Linked DNA regions of Mus musculus: all the other regions are linked to region 1. Evidence: chromatin contacts called from public Hi-C, HiChIP or PLAC-seq and capture Hi-C data. All regions are on one chromosome and are shown on one strand. Each heading gives the region's core, a stretch centred on a gene start, on an enhancer-like site or on the middle of the called end of the contact. The rest is flanking DNA. Distances are from core to core; before and after follow the strand shown.

The links. A called contact is a pair of places that touch in the nucleus more often than the background predicts. HiChIP or PLAC-seq counts read pairs in DNA pulled down with a chosen protein or histone mark. Capture Hi-C pulls out chosen DNA fragments and counts their contacts.
Region 2: a Hi-C map of pro-B cells shows a contact between it and region 1, with 4 times the contacts expected there. The contact joins the promoter of Kifbp here to the promoter of Fam241b in region 1. A contact is called at or near these places in 2 of 484 Hi-C or Micro-C datasets (B cells and pro-B cells).
Region 3: a contact with region 1 is called in a Hi-C map of cortical neurons. The contact joins the promoter of Tysnd1 here to the promoter of Fam241b in region 1. A contact is called at or near these places in 2 of 39 promoter capture datasets (hippocampal neurons and stem cell-derived epiblast-like cells), 2 of 484 Hi-C or Micro-C datasets (cerebral cortex and cortical neurons), 3 of 115 datasets of contacts at active chromatin or transcription factors (embryonic forebrain, embryonic stem cells and forebrain) and 1 of 9 other capture datasets (embryonic stem cells).
Region 4: a contact with region 1 is called in a capture Hi-C map of embryonic stem cells, with 2.1 times the contacts expected there. The contact joins the promoter of Srgn here to the promoter of Fam241b in region 1. A contact is called at or near these places in 3 of 484 Hi-C or Micro-C datasets (cerebral cortex, embryonic stem cells and pro-B cells), 1 of 115 datasets of contacts at active chromatin or transcription factors (T-cell acute lymphoblastic leukemia) and 1 of 9 other capture datasets (embryonic stem cells).
Region 5: an H3K4me3 HiChIP or PLAC-seq map of forebrain shows a contact between it and region 1, with 4 times the contacts expected there. The contact joins the promoter of Aifm2 here to the promoter of Fam241b in region 1. A contact is called at or near these places in 4 of 39 promoter capture datasets (embryonic stem cells, hippocampal neurons and stem cell-derived epiblast-like cells), 2 of 115 datasets of contacts at active chromatin or transcription factors (embryonic forebrain and forebrain) and 1 of 9 other capture datasets (pancreatic islet).
Region 6: a Hi-C map of embryonic stem cells shows a contact between it and region 1, with 2.9 times the contacts expected there. The contact joins the enhancer-like site here to the promoter of Fam241b in region 1. A contact is called at or near these places in 2 of 39 promoter capture datasets (both in embryonic stem cells), 3 of 15 datasets of contacts at CTCF or cohesin (all in embryonic stem cells), 49 of 484 Hi-C or Micro-C datasets (the CH12 cell line, the HL-1 cell line, adipose-derived mesenchymal stem cells and 11 more), 9 of 115 datasets of contacts at active chromatin or transcription factors (astrocytes, differentiating embryonic stem cells, embryonic forebrain and 2 more) and 2 of 9 other capture datasets (embryonic stem cells and liver).
Region 7: a contact with region 1 is called in a capture Hi-C map of embryonic stem cells, with 2.8 times the contacts expected there. The contact joins the promoter of Supv3l1 here to the promoter of Fam241b in region 1. A contact is called at or near these places in 2 of 115 datasets of contacts at active chromatin or transcription factors (embryonic stem cells and large pre-B cells) and 1 of 9 other capture datasets (embryonic stem cells).

Annotation. Positions count from the first base shown.
Region 1 is chr10:62,109,496-62,112,695 of GRCm38.p6, reverse strand. It overlaps Fam241b (family with sequence similarity 241, member B), which reads left to right and starts at 1,646. Exons shown (of 4, transcript NM_027251.4): 1 at 1,646-1,737; 2 at 2,382-2,460; 3 at 2,684-2,812. The coding sequence starts at 2,720.
Region 2 is chr10:62,576,784-62,579,983 of GRCm38.p6, reverse strand. Kifbp (kinesin family binding protein) reads left to right here and starts at 1,527. Exons shown (of 7, transcript NM_028197.2): 1 at 1,527-2,020. The coding sequence starts at 1,607.
Region 3 is chr10:61,693,842-61,697,041 of GRCm38.p6, reverse strand. Tysnd1 (trypsin domain containing 1) reads right to left here and starts at 1,528. Exons shown (of 4, transcript NM_027912.1): 1 at 300-1,528. The coding sequence starts at 1,471.
Region 4 is chr10:62,506,161-62,509,360 of GRCm38.p6, reverse strand. Srgn (serglycin) reads left to right here and starts at 1,604. Exons shown (of 3, transcript NM_011157.3): 1 at 1,604-1,719. The coding sequence starts at 1,647. It overlaps Gm51804 (a long non-coding RNA gene), which reads right to left and starts at 1,557. Exons shown (of 3, transcript XR_003949006.1): 1 at 1,407-1,557; 2 at 1,074-1,287.
Region 5 is chr10:61,713,618-61,716,817 of GRCm38.p6, reverse strand. It overlaps Aifm2 (apoptosis-inducing factor, mitochondrion-associated 2), which reads right to left and starts at 1,555. Exons shown (of 10, transcript NM_001284300.1): 1 at 1,466-1,555.
Region 6 is chr10:61,748,662-61,751,861 of GRCm38.p6, reverse strand. It overlaps Macroh2a2 (macroH2A.2 histone), which reads left to right. Exons shown (of 9, transcript NM_207000.2): 4 at 1-185; 5 at 2,476-2,586. Among named protein-coding and RNA genes, the nearest start is that of Mir5108, 24 kb to the left of the region's middle. Within about 2 kb of position 1,656, at least 33 of the 459 cell types and tissues checked have an H3K27ac peak or open chromatin away from gene starts, as enhancers often do. A contact at or near this core is called in embryonic stem cells, induced pluripotent stem cells and liver, where this site is marked.
Region 7 is chr10:62,448,178-62,451,377 of GRCm38.p6, reverse strand. It overlaps Supv3l1 (suppressor of var1, 3-like 1 (S. cerevisiae)), which reads left to right and starts at 1,640. Exons shown (of 15, transcript NM_181423.3): 1 at 1,640-1,963. The coding sequence starts at 1,693. 4930507D05Rik (RIKEN cDNA 4930507D05 gene) reads right to left here and starts at 2,218. Exons shown (of 1, transcript NR_027926.1): 1 at 25-2,218.

The sequences.
Region 1 (3,200 bases), core at 397-2,896:
AAGAGCCACATCCTCTGGTCACAAAACAAGATGGAGTCCCAGTCATCAAGCCTTTCCCACCATGAGCCAAAATAAATCCTTTCTCTCCTAATTTCCCTACTTCAGTTACATTATCACAGGGATGAAAAAAAAAAAACCAAAAAAAAAAAAAAACAACCAAATCCTCGCACAATTTCCACACAGCTCGTCTTGGTTCTCCCGAGTGGTGTGCATTGATTCACACACCCACTGGCAGCATATAGGAACACACTTCACTGCCCAGCATCAAGGATGTGGTATCATTACGTTTCCTCCTCCCAGTCCATCCAATGATTCATAAGGTTCCCAAATTGTAACATTGAGCACAGATTTAAGATTCACTGGCCATTTAGATTTCTTTTATAATATGCCTGATGAAATCTTTCACCTATGTTTTAACTTGGTTGCTTATATTATTCATTTGCAGATACTCCTATACTCTTTCTGTCTTCCAGATGTCAGATTTGTTGTTGTTGGCTATCTGTTTTGTTTTTGTTTCTACGGTAAAATACTCTCACTGAAAATTTACTTAGGGCTATAGGAAAGGCTTTATTTTGGTTAACAATTCCATATTGCAGTTCAGGGGAAGTCACTTCAGAAACTTAAATAGTAATCACATCACATCCAATCAAGAGCAGAGAGAAACCGGGGCACCAACGCTGGCTGCTCACTTCCCCACTGGTTTTCTTTACTCTTACATAGCTCAGGGTCCAGCCTAGGGAATGGTGCCACCCTCAATGGGCTTGGTCAATTAATAGGACAATTCTTTACAGACAAGCACCAAGGCCAACCAGATCTAAATCAAACCTTAAGGAGACTCTCTTCTTGGGTGGTTCTAGGTGATAGATGCTTGGCTTGAGCCAGAGCCAACGCCAGAGATGCCTGACCTAGATTCCCACTCCGTGAGGCTGCAAAACTCTCTCAGGATTCCTACCGGAACAGTGTCAGAGGGTTGTAAAGGGAGTGAGGTCCCTGCTTCCTCCACGCAGGTTCCAGGGATCCAACTCAAGTCATCAGGCTGTGAAGCTCAACCATCTATCAGTCTCTCTGTCCTGTCTCACACTTTCCCTCCAGTCCCCTGTCTCTTCTCTGACTCTGCCTTTTCAGGCTGTCTATCCATCCTTTCTCCTCCCCACTACACCTGGACTCACTAGAGACCAAGAATTAATCTGGTGATCCCGCCCCCAACCCGCTCTGAGGGAAGCATGCTGCAAACTGAGCGAACATGCCAGTGATTCATACCTCTTCGGTCCCCAAGGAGCTTGGAGCTCCTGAGGGGCGGGGCTGGGTCCTTCTCAAGTGGAACAGGCAGAGTTAGCTGGGCAGATCTGAGCAGACTTGTGTTTACAAGTGGGCTCACCTTCTGCCTACTTCTCTTCTCCCAACCCAGGCATCCCGGGTCCTGGGCTTTTATGTGATCCCCTCTTCCCTGGTCCTCTTCCCCATCATGTATTCACCCACATTCCCCATCCCAATCCTTCTCAGCCTCCTCATCTCTTCCCGATAGTCCTTCCTCCCCAATCTAGCTGCTCCTTGTCCTCCCTTCTCCCTCCTTCCCCTCCCTTCTCCTCCAGTCCCGATGCGCAGCTGCAGTTACCCCGGCAGCCGGCAGAGGGGGCCCCGAGCCGGGCCTCGCCCCTGCGGTGCGCGCTTCCTGTGAGGTCAGGTGGGAGGAAACGGCCGCCCGTGGACGCCGAGCCCCGGGAACCGTGCGCGCAGGTGGGTGGTGTTCGCGCCGGGTCCCGGATCCGCACCCCTTCCCACCGCTGCGGGGCCTGGAGCCACGCCTGACCGAGGCGCTGCAGCGGCGCGGGTGGGCCAGCCTGCGGGATGACAAAGCACGGGACGTCGCGCAGAACCGCGACCCTGCCCGCTCCACGCTGTGCTCCTCCCCGGGCCCAACCTGCCTCGGTGCCCCGGCGGGTTGAGATGAACACGGAGGCGCTCCTCGGGTGACAGTGCCGGGCCTATCGTCACCCTTAGGGGCTGCAAAGCTGGGGTCCCCCAGAGCCGCAGCTGCAGCTCACACACCTTGTGGTGGGAGGTTGGACTTCGTCCTTTACCTGGGTGTTCCCTGCAGGTGAGGGGCAGGGGGCGTGCCCTCCGCAGCGCAGGTACACCCTCCCCAGCGTGATGTCCCCAGGTTCTGCCACCTGGGTGGAGACCTAAGAGGATCTACGTAGATTATTAGCGCCTGCTCTTTTTGGCAGTGCTTAGGAACCGCACCCTAACCCTGTTTTTTTTGTTTGTTTGTTTTGTTTTGTTTGTTTGTTTTGTTTGTTGGTTGGTTTTGTTGTTGTTGTTGTTGTTTTAACGTTAGCATACAAAACACTGCCTTCCTGTTTGTTTCTTTTTTGAGACAGGGTTTCACTTAGCAGAAGCTGGCCTTTAACCCCTGACCTTCCAGCCTGTACCTCCTTGGAGTTCTGGTGTTGATTACAGGTGTGCGTCACTTGGACAGGGCCCTGGGACCCACCCTCCCTCTCTTCCTCCCTTGCATTTTTTCCACCTCTTTTGGTTAATAGGACAAGCACCTGCTAAGGGTGGGCCACCATATGATCACCACCGAAAAACAATCTCTCAATTATCTGTAGCGGGCCCGTTGAGGTCAGGGGAAAGATCTGCCCCCTAGACGATCAATCGAAGGGCATGCATTTATTGGCAGGTACAGCGCAGCAGAAATTCCCAGCGTCCAGGGAGAATGGTGAGGATCTTGGCCAATGGGGAGATCGTTCAGGATGATGACCCACGAGTGAGGACGACCACCCAGCACAGAAGTAGCAGCTCTCAGCAGGTAGGCAGCCATCCTGAAGAGAAGTGTAGCAGCTGGCCCCAATTCCCAGTCTCCAGCGCCCTGCTTACCTTCTACAGCCGCGACTCTCAACCTTCCTAACTCCATGGCCCTTTAACACAGCTCCTCATGCCGTGCAGATCCCCAACCATAACATTATTTCCTTTGCTCCTTTGTAACTCCAGTTTTGCTACTGTTAAGAATCGTAATGCAAATACCTGTGTTTTCTGATGGTCTCAGGGGACCCTAGTGAAAGGGTCATGTGACTCCCTAGAGGCGGGTCGTGACTCACAGGTTGAGAACCATTGCTCTATGTAGTCCAAAGCGCACTCCACAGAGCGTCTAGCAGAGTAAGAATGGACTAACTGTCTGGCTCCTGCCTTCTGGGGAG
Region 2 (3,200 bases), core at 278-2,777, 470 kb before region 1:
GGAAGAGCAGTCACTGCCATCCCCCCAGCCCTTCAGTGGGCCATTTTCTACAGGTTCATTTCTTGAATCATCCATTCAAGTTTTGTGAATTGCTCTCTTCCCCTAACATCCTATGTTTACCTTTCAATATGTATGTACATACATTTTAAGACTTAAAATAATTTTACATTTAATAAATGTTTTCAAGACAGATCTCACTGTGTATCTCTGGCTGTCTTGGAACTATGTAGACTTGTAGCACAACCAATTCTGAGCTTATCCCTGACCAGCTTACAAATAAGTGAGACTCACACTATGGTTATTTTATTTGGCTTTGACAATTACTGGGGGATAATCTCTAATCTATTTTTCCAACTGCTGACCTGGCTTCTTTCCCAGCAGTGTTCCCCCAAGTAATTGCTGTTTCTCCTGCCGTGTGCTCATGGTCCATCTCTCCTGGCTCTTGTTCTACTCTCTCCAATGCTCAACAAGGAAACCCACCTACCTCTGATCCCTGCAGTTATTAGCTGTAGCCTTTGTTGTTTGTTTTTGTTATTTCGAGACAGGATTTCTGTGTAGCCCTGGCTGTCCTGAACTTTGTAGACCAGGCTAGCCTTGTACTCAGAAATCCGCCTGCTTCTGCCTCCCCAGTGCTGGGATTAAAAGCGTGTGCCACCACGCCCGGCAGCTGTAGCCATTTTTTTTTTTTTTTTTTTTTTTTGGTTTTTCGAGACAGGGTTTCTCTGTATAGCCCTGGCTGTCCTGGAGCTCACTTTGTAGACCAGGCTGGCCTCGAACTCAGAAATCCGCCTGCCTCTGCCTCCCGAGTGCTGGGATTAAAGGCGTGCGCCACCACGCCCGGCTAGCTGTAGCCATTTTTATTTAACCAAATTAAGTTTTAAATTAAGGAATAAAGTTTGTACAACAAAAGCTGGTAAGCATGAGAATTTAATCATAGGCTACAGAATTTAGCATTACAATACATATCAACACTGGCCCCTGTGTCAGCCTGCAGATAATTGGCACCATGCCTAGCTCAGAGCCTTTATAGAATTTTCAGGGACTGGGCGGTGGTGGTGTGAGGTGGCTCTAGTAAGTAAAGGCTGCGGAGGCTGAGCCTGAGGATCTGAATTTGATCCCTGAGACCTGGGTACCTGGGTTGTAGTTTCCTACAACTATAATTTTTAACTGTGATAGCGTAATACATTAGTGGTGAAAGATTCTTGCCTATGAACTTGAGCAGTTATCGAAAGATGTTAGTGTTAAATTTCATTTAAGCTAGGGATTGACTTTACGATAGGCTAGTACCTTACCCCTAAGAATCATTCTGATTCTGAACATTTTTGTATAAACTACATTTTGGGATGAAGCAGGAGAAGCCATACTGCTCAAGGGTAGCAGCGGAAGGCTCTGTATTCCCTGACAGCTTCGTTTCCTTGACGACGGCTGTTGTGGCGACCAGAACATCCTCCCATTGGCTGCTGCCGAGCGTCTAGCGCTCCCCTCTACCGACTTCATTGGTCGGCGCTCCACAGTCACGACACGTCGTAAATGAAGTGTCGCAACGCGGAGGCCTCCAGTGGCTGCTGGTCCACGGACGGGGAGGCGGCCGTCAGCTCAGGCCGCGATGGCGAACGCTCCGGGGCCAGAGATCCGCGAGAAGTTCCAGGCAGCGCTGGCCCTGTCGCGGGTGGAGCTGCACAAGAACCCGGAGAAGGAGCCGTACAAGTCCAAGTACGGCGCGCGCGCGCTGTTGGAGGAGGTGCGCGCGCTGCTGGGCCCGGCGCCCGAGGACGAGGACGAGCCGGCTGCTGACGATGGGCCGGGCGACCAGGCCTTGGGCGCGGGTGAGCCCCGGGAGGCTGAGGGCCCCGGAGCGCAGCGGGCGCTGCGCCTCGCGGTGGTCGAGTTCCACCTTGGTGTGAACCACATCGACACGGAGGAACTGTCTGCCGGCGAGGAGCATCTGGTCAGGTGCCTGTCGTTGCTGCGCCCCTACCGCCTGTCGCTCGGCTGTGTGTCTCTCTACATCCAGGCGCAGGTGAGATGCTGAGGCGGGAGTTCTGCATCCAAAACGCTCCTCCTGGCTGCGCACGTCTCTCAGTTGGTTCAGTCCCCAGCATTGCACAACACCCGGCCTGAAATTCCAGTACTAGGGAGGCTGCGGCAGGAGGATTGCTTTGGGTTCTTGGCTAGCCTGGGTTTCATAGCGAAGTTTAGTCCCTTTTAATTTGTCATAACACCTACCCTCCATCTGCCTACCAACTCCCTCTGAGTTCTCGCCGCCTACTCCAGCCTCACTTGCTACTTTCCGTAATCCTGGGCAGAAAACCTAAGCGTCCGAATCAGCGCCTCCCAACCCAATGACAAGCTTAGTTTCATTCTGTGAAGAAATAATCCAACGGGATTCGAATGGAATGAACAGGACAAGGGATCGCAAGAATGATCCAATCTTAAATGTTGTTGTTGTTAATGGCCAAAATCTTAAAACTTTATTCTTTACCACATTCATCTTGTTTGCTCAGCAAGGAATTCGTACCTTTTCCTTAAACTGTCTCGACAACCTTTTAATAACTTTTTATTTTTTGTTTGTGTTTAGACATCCATTTGTGTCTGCAATGCTTAACTTCGACTGTCTTCACCTCCTGAGTGCTAGGACCCCCTCCCCCTTTTCCTTTCAGAGTCTTGTAGCCCAGGCTGCCTTTAACCCATGATCCCCCCACCTCAGCCTCCCTGCTGAGGTTATCGGAACTCTTGTTTGGACTAACTCTATCTGGTCCAAACTGATCTCACCTTCCATCCTTTACATTTTTATAAGCAGCAAGTGCGACTTTCTGCTCTGGAGAACATAACATTTCAAAATTCAAATAGTGGGTAGAGTTTTCCAGGCCCTTGGGTGTAGCTCAGTGGTACAGCATTTACCTAGTGCTCCAGGTTTCATCTCCACACTATGGGGGAAAAAAGACAGATAATGTCGGACTCTGTTGTGCCAGGTTACTTTCTTAGGGTTATAGATGGTTTCATCCTCCAGTCCAGATATGTGTACCAGGGAATATTTACTAAGCTTGATTGTTGGGTAGGTAGGCCTTTCAGGAAAGTCTCAAAACTTAGAAGAAAATGGTATGCCATATTCTTTTATGATGGCTCAATAAAATTAAAAGCCAAATACTAACAGGCACTGCCTGTCCCTTTTGCTCACAGCTCCAGCAGGTGGCACAGAT
Region 3 (3,200 bases), core at 279-2,778, 420 kb after region 1:
GTCAGCCTTCTATGGTCAAAGGGCTTTCACAGGGCCTAAACTGCAAAGCCAAGAGACAGAAAAGCTGCCCAAAGAGTTTCATGCTAGCTAAAGGGCTCAAAGTCACCCAGTCCTACCTGCTGCTGCCCATAGTCCCACGGGTCCCCGCGCTAAGAGTCGCTTGTGCCTGGCAGTTTGCTCAAGCTTCGCTGGGCCCTATCAAGAGGCCCAGATCCCCTCACTGGAGTCCTGGTTGTCAAATATGAACTGAGGTCTCTAACACTGGGGGCCTGGTGAGGGCGGGCAGTCCTGAGTCTTACTTGGGTGTAGCGGAGTGTACCAACACCCTGGCTGCTTCCCGGGGTGCCACATGGCGACAGGTGACCACCAGGCGAGGCGCCACGACCACTCCGGAGCCCCACACGGTACCACACTCCACCAGCACCGCCGCGGCCGCCCACGGGGGTCCGAGATCGCGCAGAGGCAGGCCCCGTGGCGTGCTCACATCGGGTGGCGGCAGCAGCACAGACAGGGAAGCGGAGCCGGGGTGCAGACGGGCGAGCGCCCAGCGGGCAACCTGAAGCAGCGGGGCGGCGGCGCACAGCAGCGTGAGGCCCACCCACTCGCGGGCCTTCCAGCAGAGCGGCGCGGCCACCAGAGCCACCAGCGCACCCGCAGGTCGAGCGGCGAACACTCCGCCGCCTTCCGTGCCCGGCAGGCAGCGCGCGTCGGTGAGCAGCAGCGGCCCGGCCGCGTTGCTGAGCACGCCGCGGCTCAGCGTGTTGAGGAAGATGTCCGGGCAGAAGGCACCGAACGGAGAGCCACAAGCCAACAGCGGTGCGCCCTTGACCACGGCCCCGAGCGGTGCCACGGTCACCACCGGTCCGCGCCTCTCCTCCGCCGCCGCGCCCCGCTGCACCCGCAGCAGGGCGAACCAGCCGAGCGCGCGCAGCTGGTCCTCCTCTTCCTCCTCCGAAACCGCATCGTCGGGCGCCGAGCTTACGAAGTGCCATTGATCGACCGCATCGGCCCCGAAGAGCCGAGCGAAATGCGAGCGGAAGGCCGGGCAGCTGAGCAGCAACAGCAGCTGCGCTGGTCGCGGGGGCTGCAGAGGCCGCGCGCGGGCCCGGCTCGGGGCGCCGGGTTCGAGGCCCAGGCTTGCGCACTGAGGCGTGCACAGCCCCGGGAGTTCCTGATCCGCGCGACCGGCAGGGCTGGCAGCCGTGGGTCCCCACTGCACGTGGAGACGTAGGTCATCGCTGCAACTGTCGCCCGGCAGGAAGGCGGTGCCCGTCTGGGTCAGCGCCGCGCTGCCCGTCCGCAGGAAGGGGGTAAAGATGCCTCCGTGGCACAGCACTAGGCCTGGGTTACGGCTCAGAATCACCCCGCTGCAGCTCCACGAGCCCGCGTCAGGCTGTCCGGCCCGCGAGGCGCTCACCACGCAGCCCGCCTGCTCCGCCACTCTCATAGAGGGTCCCCATTGCCGCCCCATGGCTTCCCCAAGACGTCGCACAACGGCTGTCACCACAGGGCGACTGGCGCAAACTCTGACTCAGGCCTCCTTGCCGAGCCCGATTGGCTAAACCTCAAGCGACCGCTCTTATTGGTTGGGCACAGCGCCGAGTCCTGATTGGCTATTGATGCTACTCCTCGTTTGCTAATCCTCCTTTCCCCGCCCTCTTAATTTAGCCAGCCTAGGAATCCTTGGGTTTGGGGTGGCGGGGTGGAGGGGCGGGGGAAGAGGTGAAAAGAAACCTCCTGAGACACAGACGTGAAGCGTCACAGGGAAACCGACAAGGGCGACACTCCCCAGTCGAATCTCGTACTTGACCGGCATCTAACTGTACCCTACAGCCACTGCACGGATGTAAGCAACCTCCGTCTCTTGACAGTGGAACAATATGGGCCAAGGGAACCCTTGGTTGATTCAGTACGTACATTCATACATACATGTGTTTATTCTGGATTTTCGAGATAGGGTTTCTCTGCTTGGTGCAGGAACTCGAGCTGCAGACTAGGATGGCCTCGAACTCGGGATCTACCAGTTTCTACCTCCCAAGCCACCAAACCCCGATCTACTTAAAAAATTTTGTAAATCCTACAACAATCCACTAGGGGGCATGCGACTCACAAAATTGCTCCTAGGACAGTTACTAAAATTCCTAAATACATAAATTGTTTTGAAAGTGGCACAGGGTGCCACTTTTTGGCCCACACTGGCATCGAACTTCGGCAGTTCTTCTGCCTACATCCTCCCTAGAGTCCAGGGATTACAGTTTTACTTTACCCATGGGTTATTTAACCATGTATTATACAACCTTTCACACGACATGTCTAACCACCACTCCGGATTTATGTTAGGTCAGGGCAAATACTTTGAAAGTACAGACTGAACTAGTTCAGGTTTTGTGGGCTATAAAATCATCACTTCCAAATATTCAGCATATAACCCAGTCTCGTAATTCGAATTTCATAACAGCTCATCTCCTCCACCATTTACAAGTGTAAAAATCAAGACTGGAGAGGAGGGCTCAGCACTTAAGAGCTCTAAGCACTTACAGCTCTAAGCATGGACCTTAGTTTGGTTCCCAGCACCCACATGGTACCTTACAGTTGCTTGTAATTATAATTCCAGGATATTCAATACTCTCGTCTGGCATCTGCTGTCCCCTGAACTCATGACTCAGGCAGGCAAACACGTACACATAAAATATAGTATTAAAAAGTTCCTCACTTTCCAAGGACAGGTGGGCATGAACAGGTATGTTTGGAGAGACTTCATGAATCTCTCTAAAGTATATTAATGGTTTTTGGTTTGGTTTGGCTTGGTTTTTCGAGACAGGGTTTCTCTGTGTAGCCCTGGCAGTCCTGGAAATCACTCTAGACCAGGCTGGCTCAGAAATCGGCCTGCCTCTGCCTCTAGAGTGCTGGGATTAGAGGATGTATTAATGTTCAGTGAGACTTCTGGGAATGGAGTTAACACTGCTGCTGCTTTCCCAGCCTCACACCTAATGCTTCCAGTGCTCCTGTGTCACAAACCTACCTAATAAGGGCAAACAGCGGTTGAGGCAGACAGAACTGGAATGAAGCGCATTCTCAGAGCAGGCAGTCCTGGGTTTGCAGACACAGATGACAAGATCTACTTTCCCCAACTTCCTAGCAATTAAGACTCTCTAGAATCCATTAATTCCCCCTTGATGCCCTTCAAGTCTCCAGCGCCC
Region 4 (3,200 bases), core at 355-2,854, 400 kb before region 1:
CAAGGCGGCTTGAACTTGAAGCAGCTGATTGCACAATCCAAAGCAGAGAGGAACAAATGATTGCTGGTTTTCTCTCAGCTTGCTGCCATCCGGATCCCTAAACCAGGGAGGGCATCACGCTGCCTACTATGGGCTGGATCTTCCCACACCAAATAACCAAGACAATCCCCCTTAGGCCTGTCCATAGCCATCCTGATCCGGGCTATCTCCGTCCCTGAGACTCCCTTCCCACGTGATTGTAGGTTGTGTGAAGGTGACTAAATTATCCATCTCTACTTCTAATTGCCTTGAAGGTGTCGTGAGAAACTTCCTGAAGCTGTTAACATGATCTTTCGTTTTGTTATCAGGGCTTTAATTGAAGCTTATCATGAAAAGGGACCAAAGGCAGAGGAGAGAAATCCCAACAGATACTAAAACTCCACACGGTGTGCGCTGGGTCTCTGTGCGCCTCGGTTGCTACAGTTGAGGGTTTCCAGGCTCTGAGGGGGCTTCTGAGGAGAAGTTTCTAAGGAGGGCTTCATTTTCTCTATCAGGGCTCCTGAGCTATGAGATTCTAAAGTCTGTCCTTATCAGGAAACCTTAAGGAATCAGCAGGAAGCCCAGAACAAGGGGAAGGAAACTCCTCCCACCCATCAAAGGATGGCCAAGGGGCAGGCATCTGAGCAGCCGAGGAACGGACACCCTGAAGTGGAGAATGGTTGAGCCCTCAGAGCAAAGGCAGAGAAAGCTGTCTCGCTACAGATACAGCGTAAAACCACCCTTACTGTGAGGCTAGCACAGAGTGGCCATTCCCGCACCCGCACCCCCAAAGCCCCGCAATCTTCGAGGCCAGGGAACGGCTAGTCCTTTATGAACGGCAGCATCTGTGTCTCTGTTTTCACATTCCACGGCCCTCTGAGGGGGGGACCTGCCCTCCTTGTTCCTGATTTTTGCCTTACTCAAGACCAGAAAGAAAAATTTTTTTTCGAAGTAAACAAACAAACAAACAAAAAAAAACAGGAAAAAAAGATGCAAACATGCATGGTCTCAATCCCTGGGGAGCAGCTGATTTTATATATATATATATTCCTCACCTGTTTGTGAGCTAGAGGGAAAGCCAGGAATTCTAGCAGACTCTGGACGTTAACGGAGACCGCTCATCCTGGGGGCTGAGAACCCAGCTCGGCTCGGAATGTTCCCTGCTTGTGCCTGACTCTGTGCGCGCCCAGCTTCTCTTTGATGTGCGCTGTGGATGAGCCGAGCTCAGTTCTGGAACAGCTGAGTCCTCCTGTCTGTTTAGATTGTTACCTGAAGGAAGGGAGGGGGAAGAAAGTGCTGATTCGACTTTTTGATGGGGAAAACTTTTTTTTTAAACATGCAAATGACAGATGGCAGAGCTTTTTGGAAAAAGAAAAAATAATAACCACACAGCAAACGCCTAGGGGGAGTCCGGTGGAGTTTCATCATGGGTATGAACAGTTGTTGTTTTTTTCAACTTTCTTCTTCTTTCTGGGTGTTGATGTGGATCTCTTTCTATTTGTTCAGGAAACTGTGACGTGTGTTCTTGGGCAGGGTCTGAGGTTTTGGAACCTCTTTCTAAAAGGGACAGAAAGAGCACCCTGCTACATTTGCTAATCCAGAGGCTGAGTGGAGCCGAGCTGGTCAGGATGCAGGTTCCCGTCGGCAGCAGGCTTGTCCTGGCTCTCGCCTTCGTCCTGGTTTGGGGATCTTCAGTGCAAGGTAAGAGACCCAGGATCTTTAATTCTCTGCTCTGAAGGCATCAGCATATGCACAAGTAATTGTCTTCATCTGAAGGTGCAGGGTGTCCTATTGTGGGAGGGGAGGTAAGGAAGGATTTCAGGTGCCTCAACAACCTCGTGTGAGTTTACTTGAGTTTGGTCTAAAAAATAATAATAATTAATTAAACTCTAAGGTAAGTGGTGGCCTTAAAACCTGTCAGGATGACTGAAAAGTGTTCTTATTTTTTTGGGTAAAGATGTGTGGTTTATTCATTTAAAGCATTCAAGAAATAAATGGAAAATTACCCAACTGATCTACTGAGATGGTGGCATCATGGAATTTTCTAGAATAGCATCCTATCACTGAGTTGTCTGCATGAACTCCATTTTGATATAAGGTCTCATGTAGCGTAAGATGGTCTTCAACTTGCTATACAGCTGAAGAGGACCTGGAACTTCTACTTCCCGAGTGCTGGGATAACAGGTGTATGTCTCCATGCTGGGTTCCAAAGAACGGAATCTGATGGCGCTGTTATTTTAACAATGAAAGAGGCTTTTGTGTGTGTGTGATTTTCTGAGACAGGGTTTCTCTGTGTAGCCCTGGCTGTCCTGGAACTCACTCTGTAGACCAGGCTGGCCTCGAACTCCGAAATCCACCTGCCTCTGTTTCCCAAGTGCTGGGATTAAAGGTGTGCGCCACCACTGCCCGGCTTTTTTTTTTTTTTTTTTTTTAATTGGGGTAAATGTAGCTATTTTTACTTTCTTCTTAAGCTCGGCTCTTACCAAACATTCAATTTTGGCTAGGCAAAATGCTAACTCTAAAACAATATTTTAGAAACAGCCTGAGGAGTGTTAGCATTTGTGCTCTCGTCCAGAAAACAGGTTTTCGTTTGAAAACCTGTCTGTAAATTTGACTGTCTTTTACAGCTGTTCAGTCATGCTGACTCAACCTCAAACTTTTTCTAAGAAGATGGAATGTTTGTAGAACAAACAAACAAACAACAACTACAAAGAAGCACACTTTATTCGCCTTAATATTTAGGGAACTATGTCTAAATGAGGCAGAAGGTCATGGCCTGATAAATAAGTTGCCGAGTTTATGGTTGAAAAACATAAAGGAAATGTTGAGTCACAGCGACATACGTGTCCTGGAGTTTCTTCGAAGTGACTCCTAGCTGTAGCGTTCTTACTTCCGGTCGAAATGACATCTCACAGGTTACTTCAGAAATTCCTTGCATAGTGGAAGTTTAGAAACTTATTTTCATGGGGCTATGCTAACGTCGTCATCGGAAAACAGGAAGTGACCTTGCTAAGGCTCACTTCTATTTATGTAGCTTTGTGATATTGGCGCCTACACCCAGGGCCTCATGCATGTCCGGGGCTCTGCTACACAGCTAGAGCCACACTTTTCCCTTTGACTCAGAATTCAAGTTCATGCGGATCTTTCAGGGAAAAACCTTTGGCTTCATGAAATAGTCCCCG
Region 5 (3,200 bases), core at 306-2,805, 400 kb after region 1:
ACAGGCAGCCTGAACCCGGTGTAAAGAGACCTTCAGGAATCTAGTGGAACACATTTCTGCCATAGCTGTTCAGAGGTCAAGCTTCAGACAACACACAACAGGAACCCTGTGCACCCAGGCCAAAGTGAAGCCACCCTGCTGTCTCCGCCACAAAAATCACCACCCAGCCTTTTGAGTCATCCAGGCTTCTCAGGAAGGAAAATTTCAACATTGACACACAGGGTAGCCACATCTCCACTGTGGCCTCGAGGCAGAAGAGGCTCCTGAAGTGTGACTCAATAGGCTATGATATCTGTCCCCTCTTCCACTGGGGAAGGGAGGCGATGGCTCCCCTCTTTGGACACCAAAGACCAGGCTGAGAGTGAGCACTCTAGGGACAGCTGCTGAGGAATGCACCCCTAGATATACCGTTGAAAAACACCCCATGCTAAAAGGGACTGGCTGATAGAATGAAGAGGAGAAGGAAAAGAAGCACTCACTTTGGCATAGACACTCCTGCACTCAGACACACACACACACACACACACACACACACACACACACCCCAAGTGACCTGCCCATCCCTGGCCATTGCCAACCTGCATCTCCCTCCAGACAAGGCCCACTGGCTGTACAGTACTTGATAGGCCCAGCTCTAGTGAACAGGAGGTGACTTAGGCCAGTGTTGACATGCAGTCCCTTGAGAGTGTGGCTGAGCACTTGGGGTGTGTTGGCAGGGGACACAGGCTCATGTTAGAAGCTGATGCTAGCCTTGGTTCATAGGTGCTGAGTGGGGAGATCTGGAAGTTTCTTTCCAAACTACACCTGTCCTCCCCCGGGGGCCTCAGCTCTTAAGACAGCTGAGCATTCCCCCCCCACACCCCTAAATCCCAGGGTCAAAATTATCTTAGTGAGCTATGGGGATGTGTGGAGTGTGTGGTCTTGGAAAGAACAGGGTGCCTGGGAAGAGGGGGAGGAGGGAGGAAGAAAGAGTAAGAGAGAGGGAGAGTGGGAAAGGGAAAGAGAGAGGGGGAGGAGAGAAAGAGAGAGAGGGAGAGAGAGAGAGAAGAGAAGGGGATTCAGTCATTGCTGGTCTCGCTTTTTCTAACAGAACCCCTATTTCACAGGGGGGCGGGGTGAAGCAGGCCTCCAATGCACCCCTGGGTAACCCTACTCACTTTCTCTGAGATTCCTAAGGGTCTCCCGCTGCACTCAGACACCTCAGTCCTTCTGTCTGAGACCCTCCCAAGATCAAGGCCACGCCTGCCCCGCTACCCCTGCGCGTCCTGCTTCCCCCTCCCAAGACCCCAAGTTCTTCCCGGACAGATTTAGCGGACATTGAGGAGCAATGAATCCCGAGGAACCTGGTCCTCCGGACCGGCGTTAAGTATCCTAGGCAACGGCCCCCTCCTAATTCCGCGGCCCCTGTCATGCCCCTAGTGTACCCCACGCCGCGCGAGGGAACAAGGATCCCCAGTGACCTCACCTGTAGCGGTCCTTGGTCCTCGCGTCTTCCGGCGCTGAGGCCCCGTGTCGGGGCGTGCCCATCACTGTCTCCGGGTCGCAGCCCCGCCCCGAGCCCCGCCCCCGAGCCCCGCCCCTCCCGCTGCCCTGGAACTGACCTTGACCGCCTACCAGCCGCTCCCTACTTGGACACTCCCAGCGCTGATGCAGCCTAGCTAGCCTCTCAGCCTGCCAAGATCCTGCGCCTTAGTTTTGCCAGGGGTTTCTGGGAGACAACCGAGAGCCTCCCCAACACACACACACACACACACACAAACACACACACACACACACACACACACACACACACACACACACACACACTAGCTTTGCCATCTGCACACATGTGCATACGGACTGAGCGCCTGCTGTTCGCCCAGTCTTTGGTCCTGCACTGGAGCTTTAAAATGGAGAGCGGAACCGGTATATCCTTTGGTTATATGGTAGCCTGGAGAAAGAAGGGGTTTAACACAAGACTCAGGAGCTGTTTGCCTATCCTGAGTGCCCTGGATTTCTTACCCACAGAAGCAGAGCACGGTGGTGCATACCTGTAATCCTAGCATTTAGGAAGTAGAGGCAAGAGGGTTAGAAATTGGCTACTGAGTCCACTTTGGACTTCCTGAGATCCTGTCAAAAAAATGAAGCCATCAAACCACCACTGCTGACAGACTGCAGTGGTGCAGCCTTTAATCCCAGCACTAGGGAGGCAGAGGCAGGAGGATGTCTGTTGAGTTTGAGGCCAACTCGGAGCAAGTTCCAGGACATCCAGGGGCTACACAGAGAAACCAGGTCTCAAAAACCCTACAAAACAAAACAACAACAACAAGAAGACAAACAAAACACTACCACATCTCCTGTCACCTACTGCTGTAAGGAAGCTTGGAGATCAAAAAGTATTCAGGCCTCTCTCCCATACTGAAGTCAGCCCTGAGCAAGGGAGAGAAGCAAGCATGTGTGCCAAGTCACAGAAGGATGCCAGAGATAGGAAAGCCAGAGCATTCGAAGCTACATAGGGGAACGATAGGGCATCTGTCTCCAAGCAGATATTGTCCCCTACCCTAGGGGCAGTAGGCAAGTGTCCGTGAGGTCACGTACATACCTGAGCAGGGTGTACTAACTCATGCTTGTACCCACAGCCACTGGGGAGGCTGAGACAAGGAGGTTTACAAGTTCAAGGATATCCTGGGCTACAGTGAGAGACCCTGTCTCAAACATACATAGGCAGTAGGTAGCATTTCTTTATTTGGTTGGTTGTTTTGTTTTGCTTTGAACACTTGTTTTGATGAGAATTTCACACATGAACATTTCCATCATTTCCATCCTGTCTTCTATAATTGCTACTGTTGCACACACAGAAACAGACAGAGACAGAAGCTACCTGAAGGGCTCCAACAGGCCCAGGCACGACATACATGGTACCAGCAGCTTTTACCCTTTCCCCTTCCCTCTCCTGGCTAAATCCTTAGATCATTACTAAAGCTAGCCCCGCAAGGTCGGCTCCCCTAACTGGCCTCTGACTCATTTCTGAGACTGAACACCAAGGTCCAGCCATCAAAATTCATGATTTGGCTGCACTGGCTAACTGTCCAGTCAGGATTCACCAACTCATCTGAGTACAGACTTCCCCTTTTTCTCCTTAAAAACTGTCCTTCAGAGACACCTGCTGCTGCCTTTGTCCCATCCACAGGCAGCTCCCCACCCTCCACCAATTTGATCTT
Region 6 (3,200 bases), core at 407-2,906, 360 kb after region 1:
TGACTATCGCCAGTGGGGGTGTCCTGCCGAGAATCCACCCCGAACTGCTGGCCAAGAAGCGAGGGACCAAAGGCAAGTCAGAGACGATCCTCTCCCCACCCCCAGAGAAAAGAGGAAGGAAGGCCGCATCAGGCAAGAAGGGGGGTAAGAAATCCAAGGCCACCAAGCCACGGACGTCCAAGAAGGTGAGCGGTGGAGCCTTTTGAGAGCCAGCTATTCCCATAGTAGGCACCCTGCTTCTTTCTGGAAACGTAACCCCCAAGGGATGTGATTAGGTGGGATCTTTGAGCAGTGGCGATATCGTGGGGACACTTCCTTCACATGCAAGGCTAGTGTCCGCCTTGGTTTCCCTATCCCCAACGCTGTAATAAAATACTTGAGGGAGAAGGAGTGTAGTTCAAGGATATAAACCATCATGGAGCAGGAAGTCAAAGTGGCAGGAGTTTGGAGCTAGGCATGGTGGCACACATCTTTAATTCAACCCCAGCACTCGGGAAGCAGAGGCAGGTGGATATCTGAGTTCAAGGCCAGCCTGGTCTACAGAGTGGGTTCCAAGACCCAGGGCTACACAGAGAAACCTTGTCTCGAAAACAAAAATTTTAACTAGAGGTATAGCTTAATGGTGGAACATCACCCAGCATGCAGGGGACTGGGGAGAGAGGTGCTAGGCCTTCTCCCAAGCGTTTCGAAAACAACGACGACAACAGTAATAATAATTCCATTGAAAGCTTGGCTCCTCAGATCCAGTAAGCAACCTTTCACATGCGCAGCAGCCCTGAGCAGCAGAGACACCAAACACTTCCATCACTGGCGGTTCAGAGAAACAACAGAGTGCTTAGATTGTCGCTCTGCCGATCTCCACCATAACAAAATAGCATACAAGAGTTCGTGCCACTGCCACTGGGCCCCAGGACAATCCTGGTGAGGAGGGAGGCCCAGCGTGAATGTAGCTTCTTGACCTAGCCGCTTGGCTTCGAATTCAGTGCTTCTCAAACATCCTAGTGCTGTGACCCTTTAATACAGACTCTCACCTTGTAGTGACCCCTTAACCATAAAATTATTTTCGTTGCTACTTCATAGCTGCGACTTTGCTACTGTTATGAATCACAGTGTAAATATCTGATGTGCAGGATAGCTGACTTGCAACTCTTATGTGAAGGGGTCATTTGACCCCAAAGAGGTCAAGACCCACAGGTTGAGAACCATTGGCTTAGGTGCTTATAAATCTTAGACACAAAAGACTACAGGGGCCTGTGGGCTCCCATAATCATTGTTATGATACCAGGTGTGGTTTGGTTTGGTTTGGTTTGGTTTGGTTTGGTTTGGTTTGGTTTGGTTTGGTTTCATTGTTTGAGACAGTAGCTCTTGTAGCCCAGGTTGGCCTCACTTGTCTATGTAGCCAAGGATGACCTTGGACTTCTGACCCTGCAGTGTCCACCTCCTGAGTTCCTGGATTAGTTGTATGCTATTGGGCCTCATTTATTGGTCAAACCCAGGGCTTCCTACGTGTGACTCTCTACCCACTGAGCTGTATCACCGTCCATATTGTGTTAGCCGTTTCTTTCCTGTTTACTGTTTCCCCGGCCTGGGGTATGGCTCAGAAGCACACGATTGGCTGACACCCTGAGTTCAACCCATAGACACCCTCCGATAGGGGGAGGGGTAGGCAAGGCACAATGATGGGTGTGTATGAATGTCAAACACACACACCCGGGGAAGTAGCCAGTGAGGCGGATCTCTGCGTGCTGCCTGGCCTCAGCCTGCATCAAGTGAGATAGATGTATCCCCATCTAGACAGCTGGGGACCACAAGGTCTCCAGGGAGCAGAGAGTGACAGGTTCCTTATTCATTTCTGATATTTAAAAAAAAAAAAAAAAAAAGCCGTGTGGTGGTAGCACACACCTTTAATCTCAGCACTTGGGAGGCAGAGACAGGCGGATTTCTGAGTTCGAGGCCAGCCTGGTCTACAAAGTGAGTTCCAGGACAGCCAGGACTATATGGGAGAAACCCTGTATTGAAAAAAAAAAAAAAACAAAAACAAAAACAAAAAAAAAAACCCTGAGACATGAAGAGGTGGCATGTATGTCCCCTCCAGGGCTATGAACTTTCTCCCAAACTTATCTAGAGAATCAGGAAGTTCCCGCTCCCTGGAACTGAAGGTTTCCAAACTGAAAACGTTTTCTTCCTGCACCATCAAAAAGATGGGAGAAGAAAGAAAGGGAGAGAGGGAGAGGAGGAGGGAGAGGAGAGGGAGAAGAGTAGAGTGGAAGGGAGCAGAGAGGGACCGGGAATGCAACTCAGTAGCAGAATACACTTGACAGCCACATTCACTGAGAACAGATCGTCCAGCGTCTGTCGCCTGACCACTTCCCTTTATACTCACGCTGTTAGTGGCCATGGAAAGACTGTCCCCCAATCCCAGGGTGGGAACCTCTCTGGACTGGTCCTCATCTTTCCCTCTGGTTTCACCCACAGTCTAAAGCAAAGGACAGCGATAAAGAAGGAACATCAAATTCCACCTCGGAGGATGGGCCGGGAGATGGCTTCACCATCTTGTCTTCGAAGAGCCTCGTTCTGGGGCAGAAGGTAATAACACAGACTGGGCTGCAGTAAGTGCCTCTGTATATGCCACTGCTCACAAAGCTGAGATGCCTCCTCCGTCCAGGTGTCATAAATATTTCTAGAGCAGGCTATTGGGTGCTGGTCAACGTTAGGTCAGCCTAAAGTCTGCCTAGAGGATCGGGACAATAGGACGGCATCCTGGTTCTGCTGGGGAATCCCCAAGCCCCAGCTATGTCTTCACCCACCAAGAAAAATCTATTGCTAACTGCCAGCCAGGCTTGAAGAGGCCTAGCTTCCATGATGAAATGTCATTTAACAGAGGCAGAGAATAGCAATATATGTTTCTTGAATATGACGGGTGCTAGGAATGAATTATTTGTCAATTATTCAGTCTGCCTTCCTTCCTTAGCTGCAGGGAGGGGAAAAAGATAAAAACCTAACAGGGTATATTCCAGCAATTTCTCAGCATCCTGCCAGACATGCAAATAATTCATTTCTATGAGCGTCAAATTCACCGAGCAGACAGATTGTCTACGGAGCCAACCCGGGGCTGAAATAAGACGCACAGGGAAGAAGTAGCCAGTGAGGCGGATCTCTGCGTGCTGCCTGGTCTCAGCCTGCATCAAGTGAGATAGATG
Region 7 (3,200 bases), core at 391-2,890, 340 kb before region 1:
CTCTTAACACACTGAGCCAACACTCCAGCTCAACATTTTTTTTAATTTAATTTTTAAATTTTATATACATTGGTGCTTTGACTGCATGTCTGTGTGAGGGGGTACAGAAGATACAGACAGTTGGGAGCCCAAGTCTCTACAAGAGCAGCTAGTGCTCTTAACCACGGAACCATCATCTCTCCAGCCCAAGGACAAAGTCTTAACCCAGGTGTTAGGCTCCAGCTCGCTACAGCCCCACCCCCACCGATGGTGCCGAAACCGAGTTCCAGGTAGCCACAGCCCTTCTCCTGAATGATCACCAGGCACTTGAGTCATGACCTTACATGGGGAAAAAAAAGCCAGCTCTTGTCTGACACACAACCTTTCCCCTTGCTCAGGACTCTTAAGAATCGTCCATCATGGGTCCTTGGTCCAAGAGCTGCACCAATAAACCTGACCTTGTTCGTTTGCCAAATGAACCAAACCCATGAGCCTCTCACCAAGGAGGGTTCTCAAGGAGGCCTACCCATATTATTACTGCAGACTCTGCGGATAGAATAAGTGCAGTTGAGATCGAAAGACCCTCGATCAATTTCAGAGAAGGAAGGCCATTCGAGTTCAGGGTCCGAACTTTGAGGGTTTTGACTTAGCACCAGATGGTTTTAGAGCTTTGACTCCGAAGCCATATCCCGCAACTCATTTTCTGAAATCAGAAAACTTGTCAAGAAGGGATAGAGACAGAGGATTGACCGATGGCGCGGGTTGGAATGAGGACCACCAGACACCGAACGAACGAAGTTGTTACTGGGTCCAATTTTCTAAAAACCGAACGGCTCCTGAACTCAGAAACTAGATGGTGTTGGGGACCTCTCGGCAGAGGACTGAGGGAACGTCGCCACACATGGCTTCCCTCCTAGTGTTTGGCCGGCCAAGAACTGAATGGTCACGCCCAGACGGAACGAACAGAGGCACCTCTTTCCTTACAACTCGGGTGGGACCGAGTGCTGTAGTAGATAGGAGTAAGATCAAACTTTAACCAGGTACACAGAGCATACTTTGTGGTTATAACTTTCGAGATGCGAGGAGTACAAACTGCTCACGTTAACTGAATTCTGCAGCTCATGGTGGAGCACATGCCTAGCTTGCTCATGGCCCCTACATGGAGCCCTAGCACCAAGGAGAGAAGCACGTGTATTGACACACGTGTCACGTAAGCGCCAGTTATCGTACAACCGGATTTCTCTGCAACCCGTCTTGATCTGTAGCAGATCAAGCTACGTCCTCTAACGTTATCCTATCAGGAAACTACGGATATTAATGCACCAATCTTCTTGGAAATGCACTTTAGCGTTTGAAGCCACATGATGCAGGATAGACAGTTTGGTCACATGACGACGCTTGTACGGTTCCCTTCCGCGCATCTGTAACATCCCTTAAGATGCCTGATTACTTTCCCTTCTTTCGAGAAAGACGCTGCCAATTGCCGCAGAAAGAGTGAGAGGATGGGAGCTCGTTTCTGCCACTGTAACGTACAGAGGTCGTGCTCCCACGAAGAGGCGCGCTCCCAACCCTTCCATCTCCTTTTCCTTCAGGCGCACGCGGGGGCAGCCCTGTGTCTCTCTGGGTCCTTTCGCTCCGCGGGCGCCGGAGCTACGTCACCGAGCGGCGCCAGTGGTCCGGATTTTCCCCGGCTCCATTCGAGCCGCGGCCTCAATGTCCTTGCCTCGGTGTACCTTGCTGTGGGCTCGGCTCCCGGCGGGGCGCGGGGCTGGGCCCCGGGCGGCCCCTTGCTCCGCCCTTCGCGCTCTCGTGGGGTCGTTCCCGGGGGCTTCAGGACGCGTTCCCTGCTTGGCCGCCTCCTCCTCTGCCTCTGGTGGCTCCAAAGCCCCGAACACGTCCTTGTTCGTGCCGCTGACGGTGAAGCCTCAGGGTCCCAGCGCCGATGGCGACGTGGGCGCGGAGCTCACTCGGCCTCTAGACAAGAGTGAGTGCTGGAGCCTCCCGGCAGAGCGGCAGGGTCTGCAGCCTGGGCCTACATAGTGCAATGTCTGTTCCTTTTTGGAGCCCTTAGCACCCGAGCCTAAGTCATATTTAGTCTCTTCTGTAGTTGACATTGACCGTTCTCTTCGGTCGAGGAGGTTAAGAGTTTTGTCCCTAAGTGGTGCGCCGCTTGTGCTCCTAGAGTCCTCATGGAGGGATTAAACAGTGAGGACTTGCCATTGACCTGATGTGGATGTCTAACGATGTTAAAATTCCATCTGGTTGCCAAGACAACGGGTCTCAGATCCGGATTTCTCAATAAATTTACTCTCCCACGAGACAGACCTGAATTTAAATACAAGATAAAAGTTGATAAAACTGTCTTTGCCAAAAAGTAGTATCGTCCCAGGTTCCAGAGATGAATAAAAAAAAAACCTTTAGCATCACTGGGTTGAAGTGAGTTTTGTCCTACCTGCATTTGGGTGAGCTTGACAATGGGAGGGTGAAAGGTTTCTTTTCACCAAATGACATTCTTAGAGACTGAAAGAAAACCACATTTCTTTTAGGCACAAGCTGTCTTCCTGGCTCTTCAACAAGCAATATTGATGCTTCCTATTGTGACTTTAAAATATAGGCTTCATGTTGGGAGTCAGAGGCAGAGGATGGCAAGTTCAATACCAGCCTGGGCTACAGAATGAGTTCAAAACAGGCTTGGAAAACTTAAGAGAGGTCCTATTTCAAAATAAAAAAATTAAACAAGGTTTCTCTGTGTGGCTTTGGCTGTCCTGGAATGTGCTCTGTAGACCAGGCTGGCCTCAGACTCACAGAGATAGGCCTGTGTCTGCCTGCCGAGTCCCTGGATCAAAGGCCTGGGCTACCTGCACCTCCAGGCAGCAGAGTGTTCTTTTTTAATGTGCTTGAAGATATAACCCTGGGATATATGCCTTGCCAAGCACGCAGTGCCGTGGGGTCATTTCCCAGTACTGTGAAATCAACTAACAAGGTAGTACTCCTCCTCTTCCCCTTCCTTTCCCTCTACTTTTTCCCTCCTCAAGATAAGCTCGAGCTGTTCTCAGACTGGGGATTGTCATTAATTACTGCACAGGCTACCGTTGCTAACACTGCTCTTAGTAGTGAATTACATCTGCCTCTCATAGCAGGACTTGCCTTTTCTTGGTTACTCAAGAAGAGCTTTGGGCACAAGGGGAGGTTTGATGGTGACTCTGTGGGGGTGGGGGGAG